Linked DNA regions of Mus musculus: all the other regions are linked to region 1. A link is a contact called in public Hi-C and HiChIP or PLAC-seq data. All regions are on one chromosome and are shown on one strand. Each heading gives the region's core, a stretch centred on a gene start, on an enhancer-like site or on the middle of the called end of the contact. The rest is flanking DNA. Distances are from core to core; before and after follow the strand shown.

Region 1 (4,632 bases), core at 1,267-3,766:
AGAAGCTGAAGCATCTCTTGGACACACTGAGGAATAACAGGGTTGCCCTCCAACTGCCCAATGTGCCGATGCTTCCACTTCAGAGAACAGTCGGTCCACTCTTCCCACTCGGCAACTGAAAAAGGCATTGATGTCAACATTGTTCACACTCTGTAAAAGTGTCTGGGCTCACTCAGGAGAGGCCTGACAGTGTTATTGTGGGATGATGGATCACCCTGGCCCCGGCACATCACCACCAAAAAGCGTAAGTCACTAAAAGGCCAAATGTCTTTTCCATGCCCTATGCTTCCTGTCAAGGAGGACTTACTGCAGCTTGAGAGGAGTGGGGAGCTGGAGGGATGTGGCAGAGCCAATATAATACATCTCAAAAAAGGCCAAGCACGGGGACCGAGCCATGATGTGGATCAGCTAAGACTCCGGAAACCTTTCCATCTGTTTCAAAGGCTGCTCGGCTGCTATTAGGCTTCCTCAGAAACATCGCAAATTAAATAAACCACGGTTCACAGGAAATGTAACTGACAGGCTATCTGTGTATTTGGCCATCTGGAAAAGAAATCGGAATAAAGACCATTGAAATGGGATCTGATAGGTGTATTGTGTGTTTAAGAAATCACTTGTCACACAGAAACTCCATATGAAAAATGAAGAGCTGTACAAGAAAGCAGCCACACGATGTGCACCAAGTTGCATGTGCCCTGAGAATGGATTTACCAACTGCCATGTCTTCCCTGAGGATGTGGGATGGGAGACAGGATCCAAAAGGAGGGTGTAGAAGAATCTAGCCAAGTAGGACATCAAAGAGGGAATCCAGGAATTGATAAATCCAAACAATAGTAAATAAAGCATAATATTTAAGAGTTCAAGGTGGCTGCCTCCAGAAGATGTGACTGGGAACTGCTCAGTTATTTCTTCCATTCTGAATTTTATACCACAGTTTAACATTTGGACCATATCATTTTAATAAAAGTAAAAGCAAAATTTAAAAGTAATGAGTCAATATAAAATATGCAATCTTCCAAGGCCTGGAAGGAAATGCAAGGATAGCTTGCAAAGAAATCAATGATATACTAAGCCAGCGTGGTCCTCACTTGGTAGAACTGTTTGGGAAGGATTAGGAGGAAGTGGTATTTCATGGGCAGAGGAAGCGCCTCCTGAAGTATCAATAGACTCTCAGCTTCCCACTTAGCTCTGCTTTCTACTTTCAGATCAAGATGTGGGCTCTCAGCTGTTTCTGCTTCCGTGCCTTTGCTCCGCCATGATGGACTCTAAGCCTCTGAAGCTGTAAGTCAATTGAAGGCGTTCTTTTATAAGACTCTGGACTAGGAAAGCAGTTGGATGCTGATGAAGAGCTTAAAGAGCATCCTGGTGGGAGGTTAGAAGGCAATAATGCTGAGAGCAAGGCAGACTGCAGAGGCCTACGGACCTCAGGCCATTTCAGGGGAAAACAATACTAGCACCTGGGCGACAGAAGGACAGAACATTCCTGTATTTGGCAAAGAAAGTGGCTGCTTTCTGCCCTTGCCTTAAACATTTGCCTGAGGCAAAACTGAAAAACCATGGATTAGTTTCCTTGGCAGAGAAGATTTCAAGACATGGCTCTCTGACTCTGTTGCATGGTTATTAGTAATCATATCCCGGTCTTATGGAGGTCTACAATAAAAAGGGAAACTGGGACAAAAAGAAATTTTTGTTTTATACATTTCCTCATTTAATGAAACACAGTGCACCAAAAGAATCAAAATTAAAATACCAGTTACTTTATGCTATTCAGTGAAGTAGAGATGTGACCAGATTCTAATGGTAACAAATAACTGCTCATACACGCCAACGTTTTATTACATTTTTTGATCAGCTCGTGTAGATAGTACACGTCCGGTGTGATGAGGCAAAACTGGTTGTGTCTCCAGATTGTTTGCTCCCTGTCTTATTGTCTGAAAGGCCTATTCATAGTCCCCAGGCTGGTGGATGCCCAAAGGTATCTACCTATACGTTTGGTTTACATTTCTTCCATTGGGAAAGCTAAGTCCCAGATCAATGTTTACAAACCCTCTCTCTAGTCTCATTTTTCCTGTGCCACTTTTAAGGACTATGCTACTGACTAGTGCTCCAGACCTCAGTGGGAAGAAGGCTCGTAAGGATGCACTAATGCAGAAAGAGTTTTCAGCAGAGATCACGCCTCTGCCCGGGCAGTAGCTTCTGAGACTCCCAGACATAGCCACGCCCCTGTGGCCACCCCATGCTGGCCTGGGCGAACAGGCCACACCCACAGCCCTCGGGGACAGAGTCCGCCCTCTCACCCTCCTCTGGCACATCAGGCCACACCTCCACCTCGCCCTCTGCCGTGGCCAGCGGCTACCAACCTCTGCCCGTGGTGCGTGCGGCCCCTCAACTTCTCGGTGGGGAAGAAAGCTGGACGCCTAGACACTGACTCTCTCCACTTCCCTTCGAAGGGGACCGGTTTTTCCCGCCACCGCCTCCTCTGTGAAGATGAAAGAGGCAGCAGGAGACCGCTGTCTCAAAGAACGCTGTTGCCCTGGCAACTAGAAGCGCGCAGATCACAGTCTCGCGATAGGTTTAAAGGTCCCGTACCTTCAAGAATTGGGTATTGAAGCCGGGCGTGGTGGCGCACGCCTTTAATCCCAGCACTTGGGAGGCAGAGGCAGGCGGATTTCTGAGTTCGAGGCCAGCCTGGTATACAGAGTGAGTTCCAGGACAGCTAAGGCTACACAGAGAAACCCTGTCTCGAAAAAAGCAAAAAAAAAAAAAAAAGAATTGGGTATTGGGGACCGGAAGTTACAAGAAGACTGCTGTCCTGGTTGGGATTGGAGGGGGTGTGACTGTGGCCCTCCTATAACCTTCTTTTCAGTGAATGTTCTGGGTGGGAATGGTTTGTTCATATTCAGGTTGGCCTCTGGAACGAGGATCTCCATGTTTACATAGCTCTCACCGGCTACTAGAATGTTCTACCGACCAGGTGTCCTCTCAGATCAGTTACTTCCCATATCACTATCCTCTCTTCCTTGCAAGACTGATGTGCAACTCAAACAGATCTCGTATGTGAAGGTCTTGTAAAATTTGGAGAGCTGTGTGAGTGTGTGTGTGTGTGTAATACATGTGTATATAATAGCAGTGTGCATAAAGTATAATGTATAATACAGTGTATATATACATATGCGTATATATACATATACGTCCTGTAAAGACTGGGCTGTAGTAGAATAAGAAGGATTATGATGGCAGTATATACCTCCACAGCTACCAATCATTTCTCTGTGTACAGTGCATTAGGGCTCATTGCCTGGATCACCAAACTGATGCTCTTTCTTCATTCTCAGTACCGCGCAACCTCTGCTGCGTTTCAGTCTGAATTGCCCTTGGTTGTTTACAAGGTATTTTCATACTCAGAGCCCCTTTATCCTCATGCTTTGGGGTAAATACAGTGTTTCTCTGGTCTTTTTTCATCAGAGCAAATAAGTATGACTTGAGTTGCCCAAAGATCACAGCTACAAGTTAAGATGGTGCTGAGGGCAAAACCCTGGCTGTGAATACCATCTGGGTGCTATTGATCCTTTGTTTCGGACTCCAGGTCAAATGACTCCCTTGAACCTCATAAGGCATGAGAACCCTCGCAAACTAAGCAGATCAAAATCAAGCCACTTTTCTATAGTCCCCTCTCCCCACTGCAGCCCTTCCTATACCGTCTTCCCCACACCATTCTCCCAGGCTCAGCTCAGCACCTTTGGTACCATCCTCAAGTCGGACATGCTACCAGACCTGCATTCAAGTGTATCTGAATCCAAGTGTTCCTCATATCTGCAAGGTTCCCACCCTCAATTAGATGTTTGTGATACTCTACTAGTAGTTTCCTCAGTGGGAGCTTCCCTTGCACCTCCTGTATACTGAAGGACAGTATCCTACAACGTGTGTTCAGAACCTCAGCCAAATCCTACCAGCCCTCTGCTCCAGGCTCTCCATGACTCTCCACTTAGCGGCCTTTCAATGCCCACAGGTCCTGAATGACCAAACTGTTAACTTACATGTATACACATACATACATGCATACACATACATACACACAGACATATAGACATTTTAAGAAAAAGAACGAAAGAATAATGAGTTCAATTCACAGTAAGTCCTTACCATCACAATTCCCAACCCATGGTATTGATTAAATTACTGGAAGATTTGCATGCTATATGAAAAAAAATGAATGGCTAGACTGGGGATGTGCCTCAGTGGTAGAGTGACTAGTTAGTATGTTAGAGAGCCTGTGTATGATCTTGTGCAGTCCCAAAGGGAGGAAAAAGAAGTTCCTAAGACTGCCTTCCAAAAGTGGACTCTAGATACTGAGAGAAGATTGCATATTTGCTAACAGTCAAAGCACAAAATGTTCCAGCAAATAAACAACTGAAAGTCTCTCTGTGCCTTCAGCACTTCTCAGCTGGGAGTACCCTCGTTAACAAACGAATCAATGTGGGTTTAAGTCAAGATTCATGCCTAGCCAGTGGAGTATCTCCATAAACCACTGTTGGTGGAGGTCACCTATTTAAAAAACAACAACAACAAAGCCTCTCCTGTGGTTTGGACACTGTTCAGGGATATCCTGGTTCAGTATAGCTAAATTACAGT
Region 2 (4,632 bases), core at 911-3,410, 97 kb after region 1:
GAGTTAACAGCACAAAGAAAGGAGTTGGGGTTAGGGAAAACAGTTTCTTACAATAAGAAATTATCTTGGTTACCCTGCTTTGAACACTGTGTGTGTGTGTGTGTGTGTGTGTGTGTGTATACATCACATGGCATCCTATAAATATGTACAGATTTCATTATATCATTAGATATAATGACTTTAAAAAGTCACCATCAGGGAATGCAAAACAGGGAATCATACTAAATACAGTAGGTAATGGGAAGCCAACAATTAAGTCAATGACTTGATAACTACAAGTTAAAGACAATAGGAGAAGCAAGGCAAGTTGATGAACCCTGTGAGCCCAGCCTTGGGAAGTAGAGGCAAGAGGATCACTACATTGCAAGCTTGAGGTGAGCTTGGACAACATAAGATACACACACACACACACACACACACACACACACACACACACACACCAGTCCACAAAAGAAGAGAGGAAAGGAGAGGGGATGGAAAAGGAGAGGAGAGGAGAGGGAGAGGAGGCTAGAGGAGAGGAGAGAGGAGAGGAAGGGCATGGAAGGGGAGGAGAGGAGAGGAAAGGAGAAGAGAAAGAAGAGAAGAGAATAAAAGAGAAGAGAAGAGGAGGGGAGGGGAGGGGAGGAGAGGGGAGGGAAGGAGAAATGACATCATTAATGTCTATGTGAACTTAGTGAGTTCACCACTGAAGAGGTCCAGCTGTCCCTCAAAAAGTTTATGTTCAAATCCTAAATCTTCTTCTATCTAGCTCCTCCCACCTGAGCTGTGAACACAATCATACTTAAAAGGAAAGTCTTTACAGATGTCATTAAATTAAGGCAAGGTTACAGTAAAATAAGAAAGCCCTGTTCTAGTATTTCCTGGTTTATTTACTAAATAATATAGTTTAGTGTGTGTGTGTGTGTGTGTGTGTGTGTGTGTGTGTGTGTGTGTGTGTGTGATGCACATGTGTCCTTATAACAAGGAACATACATTGGTAGGAGACACCTTGGGAAGAAGGCCATGTGACCACAGAAGCAGAGAATGTAGGGACACAGCTAAAGTCCAGGAAAGCCAAGGATGATGGAAGCTACCATACACCATGAGAAAGGCACAAGGCAGGGTACTCTTCCTCAGAGCTCTCAGAAGGAGTCAGCCCTCCACACACCCCAATTTCAGAGTTTTAGCCTCCCAAAACTGAGAGAACAAACTTCAGATGTTTTAGACCATTTGGCTTGGGACAGTTTGGTGCTATAATCCTAGGAACACAGTAGAATGTTGGAAATGGAAAAAAATAAGATGAGAAATTTCACCTTATTTATCTATTTACTTGTTCATTTATTAAATGTATATGTATGTGATCTGCATGTGGCGCATTCAGGGACAAAAGGAGGGTGGTCAGTTGTCTATTAATACCTATTTAGTGTTTGTTTATCTACTGAGACAGGGTCTTACCAGGTATTCCTGGCTAGCCTAAACTCACTATGTAGGCTAGGCTGGTCCTGAACAGGAGGCCTCTCTGCCTCCGAGTTCTAGGATTAAAGGCATCCATCACTTTGTCTGGCTACCATACTTTACTTTGGGGAACAGGGTCTCTCACTGATCCTAAAGCTCGCTGTTTCTGCTAGGCTAGCTGCCTAGCCACCACAAACTTCTGGGAGTCAGCCACCTCTGCCCTCAAACGCTGAAGTTATACAAGGCCATGCACACAGGGTCATATGCACACAGGGCCATGCACACAGGCCATGCACAGCTTTCACATGGGTAGTGAAGGTTCAAACTCAGGTTCTCATGCTTGCATGGCTTACCCACTGAGCCATCTCCCCAGCCCCGGATTTATCTATTACAATTTTTTAAAAAAAGCATTATTTTTAAAAAGTAGATGCTGAGCCAAGGATAAAACGCCAGCGAGTGGCAGAGCCAGGATTTAACCCCAAAAGCTTCCTGACTTCTGAACCCTTTAGCCACAGAACTCACAATGGTCTTGTGTAAAAGTCTATTTTTGTCCCCAGGAACATTATCCTCAGAAGAATTGCTTTGTCATGGCCGAGTGCTTTTTCACAAAACAAACTGTTATGACTAGGAACTTCCACAATTCAAACTATGACCTCCAGCTCAGGCTGTGGTTCTTCGGGATTCTGGTACAACCTGCTGGAGGCTGAGCTCAGTTTAAACTAATGCCTTAGGCTGAAGGGTGGCAGAGACCCAGAAACCGACTGTCCAGCACATCAGTCACAGGCAAAGGGGCCTGAGTTCCCTCTTCAGGCATTTTGGCTAGAACATAATTCAGCAGCAGCCCCGTGTCCCAGGAGGAAAGGATATTAGATCAATACTCGTGACGTCCTAATGAAACTGCCAGTTCCCCTCACATGGCTTTCTAAGCAGCACAGAAATCTAGGTCACCATGAGGCACAGCAGACCCAAAACCTCATTATAAAACTTGGTGCTCCCTCCCCTTAATTGTAAATATTTCATTCTATATACACTCATTAAGTGCCTGTTGTGTTCAGAGGATTAAGACCTATCCCTAGTGCTTCCACAAAAGGCACAAACTGTCAAGTCTGATAGCCCTTCGGTCTCCTCTCACTAACCCTCCTGTGGTCAGCAAGGGCCATGGCAACCTGTCTAACAGCAAATGGCATTGGTTGCCTCAGGGATCATGACCACAGCTATGGAAAACATTTTCAAGTTTTATCAAAAATGTTCCTTTGGCCACAGCCCAGTTTCTCTGGGTCTTAATTTATTTCAGCTTCCTGCGCCTCTCTGTGCTGCATCATGAATGGTTCAACATCTGCACCCTTGCAGGCAGCTGTCAGCTTGCTTCCTCTAGTCTCCATTTCTGTTCAGAAAACCAAATTAATTCAGCGATGTCTGTGACCAGCCACTCTGAAGACCAACAAAGCTATGAAGGGAGGCTAGTGCAAGATGACACTGGCGTGCCAAGCTTACCATTCATTGTTATTTCTACAGACACCATGAGTGTATTCACCTCTGACGAAATTTTACTAATCCATTCCCATGAAGATAACAAATATTGTGTAGATAAGCGAGAGTAATTCACACACTGATAAACTAATTTTAAATTGTTCTCTCTCGTCATTCACAGAGAGATGGGTAAAATAAAGATTGTTTAAAATAAGATTGATGGTCATTTTACAGAGTGACTCAGTGCCCTTAAACCTTTCAGTGAGAAGCTGGGATAGCGCATCTTCCATCATAACCCACTGTTATAGCTGCAGCCTAGGAAGGGAATGCACAAGAACCCCTTTCAGTTGTTCTTGAATTATTCAAGAAATAAATCCAAGCAGAGACAGAGACTCTCACTGCTAGTATTACAAGCCAGGGGCCAAGCGTTTCAGATGAGAGCCTGCGGGGAACACTTTAGATCCAAACTGTAATCTTCTACCCCTACCCTGAAGGGCTCGTGGGCACCTCACAATGCAAAAAGCGTTTACTCCACCTTCACCAGTCTCCCACAGTCTTCCCAGACCTAAAACTCTTCAAAAGCCTACTCTTCAAAGTCTCTTTTGAGACTTGAGGCAAACTCTTAGCTGTAGGAATGAAAGACTGAGAGGAATATACAGAAAATGAGAGGGGTTAGTCAAGTGATTAATGTTAAAAAAAAAAAAGAGGCAATTATGGACGGTGGGACAAGAGATGCTAAGTCACAGCAGCAAGGAGGGCGACCACACTGCTGCGCAGTAAGAATGAAATAGAGTGTGGTGCTCCTGCAGTGTAAGGAGCAGGCTAGAGGGAAGTGGGAGCCCCATTAGAGATGTCATTATACAGAGCTACAGAGGGTGAGGAGCCAGGGAAAGCTTTTAAAGAGAAGAGTGACATGATCGGACTGGTGGATTGAAGAGAGATCAGAAAGGGATGAAACAAGGACAAAGAATAAGGCTGTTCTTCCCAGGGCATGAATGGAAGAAAGGAGAAAGGCACCATAGAGGCAGGGCAGGGGTGAGCAAGCAGTGGGGCAAGCAGCCCTGAAGACGAGTCAAGAGACAAAGATCTGCTCAGTGATGTATACTGAAGAGCACTGGGCCTGGGGAGACTGATCGCCAGGTAAAGCATTTATTGCACAAATGGAAGGACCAGTCAGTTCTCAGATCCTCAGCAACCACATAAGGCCAGGCAGGCATGGTGGGTGGAGGGAGAGACAAGGGACTCCCAGGCCTAGCTGGATAGATAGACTGGCCAAATGGGTGAGCTCTGGGTTCAACAAAGCGACCCCACTTATAAATAAAGTGCAGACTGATTGAAGGAGACACACCTGGTATCAGACACACCTCTGACCTCCAACTCAAATTTAGACTTTTATCTGGAACGCCAAGTCTTCTAGCCTCTAGATGCTCAGAGTTCATAGTCTGAGCACCATCGGTGTCAACACTGCCCAAACATTTGCTGGAAGTGCAGCATCCCAGACTTCCTGCATCAGAATCTTCACTTAAGAGATCCTTTACACACTGAAATGTGAGAACGATCGCACACCAACTCTGCAGAGCTCCAAGGAATCGTGGGAAGCACAAACAGACCAGCCAAAGGCTAAAGACAGTGAAAGGAGGAAGAAGGAAGAGCAAACTTCATACGGGTCAGCCTGAGAGTGGTATCAGTGTTTGGCAGGAAGGCACACACTGCAAACGCACACCATGT
Region 3 (4,632 bases), core at 1,333-3,832, 79 kb after region 1:
CCTTGAACAGTGAGTGTGGGGGAGAACTCTGTCAGAAGCAGACTGGTGAACTCTCACTGTCCACGAAGGAAGTTAGGAAGGAGCAGGAGGGAGACAGGGACCGATGGCTGGGCTTCTACTGGTGTGGAGTTGAGGTCAGATGGGACCCAACTGTAAAAGGTCAGAACAGGCTAATGCTATCCTACAGGAACTGAGGTGCTAAAGAGGGTGGCAGTGGCTGTTGCGGCTGCTGCATGTTCCATGGTGAAATTGACAGAACCCAAACAGTGATTTCAGAAAGCAATACCAACAGCAGTTGGAAAATGGCCTCTGGGAGACTGGAGAAATGAAACACAGTTAGGACTCCATTATAATAATGCAGGTGCTGACTATGCAGGTTCTTGGGCACTAAGCAATGATCTTGCATTATCTCATTTCCTATTCAAGACCTCACAAAAATAGTTGCTATTACTAACCTCATTTTCTGCCTGAGAAAAGCCAGGCTTACACAGTGCAAGAATCGAGCTCAAAGTCATACGGTTGGTGGGTGGAAGTAACAGCTTTACCAGTCAGCTCTTACTTTTGAGCCCAAGGTTTGGGGACACCAGGTATAGACCACAGAAGTTGAGGTGGGGATTGGGGGAATGGAGGGTGGGAAGCCATTTCAGGGATAGAATTGTTGATAATTGATTCTAGTAAAGTCTGGATTGGGGATAGGCTTGATTTGAAGATGAAGAAGAGAAAAACATCAAGGGCATCTGAAAGATTTCCAGGCCAGGAGTCTGTAAGTGAGGATGTCACAAACCAAGATGGCAGCAGGACTGAGAACAACCACCTGGTTACAGAAATGGAGAGCTGCTGAGTATGTGACTCTCCTGTAGACCTTAGGCTGTAAGTTAGCTCCTCATCTCTGGAAATGCTAACATGCCAGGGACTAAAGTTCTCCTCCTAATGGATCTTCAATGTATAATAGCCATCTGTATAACAGTCATCCAGGAAACCAAACTGTGGGGGCACTCTGATTCTGCTCTGACCCTGCCAACACCAGCCAGCCTGGGTACCACTTGCATCACTTACTCTCCATCTTATTCTCTTCTTGGTCCTCATTTTGAGCAATCCAATCACCAACCACAGTCTTATCACCAAGAAGGAAAATACAATGCTGGATGATTTTGATTAAAGTTTTCCCAGGGCAGATGGTCAAATTACTGAGTAACATAAAATCTGTGAAATCAACAAGCATTTCCTAAAATCCAACAGCACGAGGACCCCAAACTTTACTATTTAAAGATATGGCCTCAGAGGACTGCTTCTAAGTCCCAAGTGCCAACACCATGTGCATCTGGGCTTCCAACACACAGGTGACACTTGAAATCATCATCTTCTTTCCACTGCTCTCACTTTAAAACTGTGCATCCTTTTCTAGAACTTGTGTTAGGAAGTAACCACATCATCCTTAATGAAGCCCCCAAAGATACCCAGCCCATGGAATTCAGGTGAGGCCTTGACTGGGATTCCTCATGTGAAAGATCTGCTGATGAGAATAATCTCAAAGCCTGTGTCATTCATAGCCACCAGGCCAGGCTTCCCTGTCTCATTTAAGTTGCCATGAAATGCTCAGAAGGTAAAAGCGCTTGCGATACAGACACGATCACCTGAGCTTGATCCCAGGATACCCTATGGTGGAAGGAGAGAACCAGCTCCCGAAAGTTGTCCTTTCACCTCCACATACATGCGTGTACATACTCACACCAACAACCACACAGGGCATTACATATGCATGCATTCATGCACTGGTCACACACACATACAATAATGAATGTTTAAATTTTTAGATTCATACTGGGTGACTTGGCATCCATTATTTTTTATATTGGTTGGCTTTTCTAGAGTAACAAAGCCTAAGGTTTTTCCATTTTTTTCAATAGTTTCTCTCTTCTCTTTCTTGTCTGTATGTTTGAAACTGTGCTTTCCCATATGCTGAGCTGCCCTCAAGCTTACTACATAGCTGAAGATGACCCTGAACTCCTGAAGCTCCCCCTCCAAGTGCAGGGATACAGGCATGCATCAGATTTCCTTCCATTCTCAATGTGTTATTCACTTTAGGATAGCAAGTTATATGCATCACATGACTTACAGTTCTTCAAGAAAATTCTGGGGTCAAATCGACTCATTTTTTACATGCATATAGAATTTATTGTTTCCCCTCTTTGTCACATTTATATTCTTAAAAGCCAATAAAAAATGACTAAGTGTTTCTTCTTATCATTCCTTTCATAGATAGCAGCTGATGTTAATAATTTTATAATACTCTTCAAAGCCAGGGGCACTGTAGCACACAGCTATATTCTAAGATCTCCAGCAATGGAGGTAGGAGAATCAAGGGTTCAAGGCCAGCCTTGGCTACCTACACAGCCTCAGCTTAGTGAGATCTTGTCTCAAAAAGATTTAAATAAGATTAACAGAGGGAGAGAGAGAAAGAGAGAGAGAGAGAGAGAGAGAGAGAGAGAGAGAGAGAGAGAGAGAGAGAGACTAAGGCCAAGGCCAACAAAGGAGCCGGCCATAGAGTAACAGAAAATATGTTCTAGTATATAACCAATACTGCCATCTTTTGGCAGCAAACAGAATTGTCTCTTTTGCTTGGTAGTGTGGCTTCACCCCACACTCAGCCCCCTTAAGCCTACATTTGAGCCTGATTAATGTAAAAGCAATCACTCCTAAAGACATTCAAGACTGTCAAAATATTACAACAAACATCAATGCCCGTGGTGTAATTAATTACAAAAGTAGTTAACATCCCTTTGCAAGATTTGTTCTAGAAGAAATATTTATCTTTGCAGGATCTATGCTATGGTTCTTAGAAGTGACATACACACTGGGAAATATGCAGGTCTTTACATACAAGTGAAGTTGTCTCATTCACAAACACAGCATCTTTAAGCTGTACGTATATAGGTAGGGAAGAATATTGAAAAGATCACTAGCTAAAGAATCGGCAAGATTCTCATCTGGTCGGCTACTCATTAAGCTTGGTCAAAACCTGGCTCATGTTATGCATAGATTAACATTCTGCATCTTATGGTTCTGTTGAAAAATACCAAGATACTGTGAAATTATGATGTATGACATAATATTCTGGGTCCTAATATTCTGCTTAACTCAAAGAAGTTTCTTATATACAGTTACTGTCAACCACCATCAACTATCTTATTTGGTGTGTATTTTTTTCAGACATTTGAATCTCTTCTAAACTCTTCCAGTTTGATACCTTTTCCTCTCTTCCTTTTCTTGAAACAGGGGAGAAGGGTTGTGATGTTACACAAGCTGGGTTTAGCTCATGGGTCCTCCTGCCTCTGCCTTTTGAGTAGCAGGGGCTACAGATGTAAAGCAGCATGCCCGGCTTGACATCTTAAAAAGAGAGGAGTTTTGTTTGTTTAGTTTAAATACAGAAGACAATTAGTGGAATAAAAATAACTTCCTTCACCCTCATACCAATGACCCTCTTCAAGATTTTACTGGGACTCATTTAAAATTAACACCAGGTTTTTAAAATGAATGGCAGATGCCAAACCCCATTAAATGGGAATTTCATAAACTCCTTTCTCTGAAATTGAGATTTTACTCCTCCCGGAGGGTAACTCAGTGGTGGAGCATTTGCCTAGCAACTGGGGACCCTAGCTGGATCCCAGGTCCAAAAGAAGAGAGGAAGGGCCGGGCATGGTGGCGCACGCCTTTAATCCCGGCACTCGGGAGGCAGAGGCAGGCGGCTTTCTGAGTTTGAGGCCAGCCTGGTCTACAAAGTGAGTTCCAGGACAGCCAGGGCTATACAGAGAAACCCTGTCTTGAAAAACCAAAACCAAAAAGAAGAGAAGAAGAAGAAGAAGAAGAAGAAGAAGAAGAAGAAGAAGAAAGAGAGTAAGGAAAGAGGGAGGGACAGCCAGAGGCAGAACAATCAGGAGAGGGAAGTAGAAACGGACAAATCACACCTGTGTGCCTTCTTGTGCACAAGGAATTCAAGCCCAATAAAACTGTATTTGCACACACGTTTTCCTTTTGAACAGTAGGTTGGTTATCACGCTTGCTAAGTGAAATAGGCAAAATGCATGGTTATTCATTGTCAACTTGATGAGATTTAGAATCACTACAAGGACACACCTTTCTATGGGAGATGTTTCCAGAATGGTTTAATAGGCTGGGGTCCCTATGGGATGAAAACTAAATGAGACCAGCTGAGCACCAGCATCCACTTGTCTGCTTCCTGACTGCGGGTATAAAGTGACCATCCATCCACCTCGTGCTTCCCGCAGACTCCCAGCCAGAGTCTCCCTCACCATCATTCTTACCCACTCTGATAGACTGGCTCCTCAAAGATGAAATAAAGTAACCGCTTTCTGACTTGGCTTTTCTCAGGTATTTGTCACAGAAACAAAAATAACAAATATCTAAGTGATGTTTCCATTTGTGTTGATGTTAATGCGCTTACTGCTGTTGTTTCTATGGAAAACCCCATGCACTTACCTACTAAGAACTAGCCTTCTTGGCTTATAATCTAGCAGGGGGCAGGTAAACACTTTAGGAACAGGGTCAACAGTGTCTTCTGTCCCTTTGAGATAATCATAAAACTCAGTAGGTAGAGGAGGTTCCTTCTTCCAC

Evidence for each region. A called contact is a pair of places that touch in the nucleus more often than the background predicts. HiChIP or PLAC-seq counts read pairs in DNA pulled down with a chosen protein or histone mark.
Region 2: a contact with region 1 is called in a Hi-C map of bone marrow-derived macrophages, with 48 read pairs. The contact joins the enhancer-like site here to the promoter of Fsip1 in region 1. A contact is called at or near these places in 1 of 15 datasets of contacts at CTCF or cohesin (the NIH/3T3 cell line), 11 of 484 Hi-C or Micro-C datasets (the Patski cell line, beige adipocytes, bone marrow-derived macrophages and 6 more), 4 of 115 datasets of contacts at active chromatin or transcription factors (bone marrow-derived macrophages, embryonic fibroblasts, embryonic stem cells and 1 more) and 2 of 9 other capture datasets (adipose tissue and pancreatic islet).
Region 3: an H3K4me3 HiChIP or PLAC-seq map of bone marrow-derived macrophages shows a contact between it and region 1, with 5 times the contacts expected there. The contact joins the enhancer-like site here to the promoter of Fsip1 in region 1. A contact is called at or near these places in 14 of 39 promoter capture datasets (the 3T3-L1 cell line, the C10 cell line, the HPC-7 cell line and 8 more), 6 of 15 datasets of contacts at CTCF or cohesin (the NIH/3T3 cell line, embryonic stem cells, large pre-B cells and 2 more), 153 of 484 Hi-C or Micro-C datasets (the 3T3-L1 cell line, 3T3-L1-derived adipocytes, the 4T1 cell line and 82 more), 15 of 115 datasets of contacts at active chromatin or transcription factors (the NIH/3T3 cell line, astrocytes, bone marrow-derived dendritic cells and 7 more) and 4 of 9 other capture datasets (adipose tissue, liver, macrophages and 1 more).

Annotation. Positions count from the first base shown.
Region 1 is chr2:118,254,440-118,259,071 of GRCm38.p6, forward strand. Fsip1 (fibrous sheath-interacting protein 1) reads right to left here and starts at 2,517. Exons shown (of 12, transcript NM_001374672.1): 1 at 2,361-2,517.
Region 2 is chr2:118,351,606-118,356,237 of GRCm38.p6, forward strand. The region is part of intron 1 of Gpr176 (G protein-coupled receptor 176); the gene reads right to left. Among named protein-coding and RNA genes, the nearest start is that of Gpr176, 19 kb to the right of the region's middle. Within about 2 kb of position 2,161, at least 36 of the 459 cell types and tissues checked have an H3K27ac peak or open chromatin away from gene starts, as enhancers often do. A contact at or near this core is called in the NIH/3T3 cell line, beige adipocytes, bone marrow-derived macrophages and 1 more, where this site is marked.
Region 3 is chr2:118,333,694-118,338,325 of GRCm38.p6, forward strand. The region is part of intron 1 of Gpr176 (G protein-coupled receptor 176); the gene reads right to left. Among named protein-coding and RNA genes, the nearest start is that of 1700054M17Rik, 31 kb to the left of the region's middle. Within about 2 kb of position 2,583, at least 2 of the 459 cell types and tissues checked have an H3K27ac peak or open chromatin away from gene starts, as enhancers often do. A contact at or near this core is called in B cells and bone marrow-derived macrophages, where this site is marked.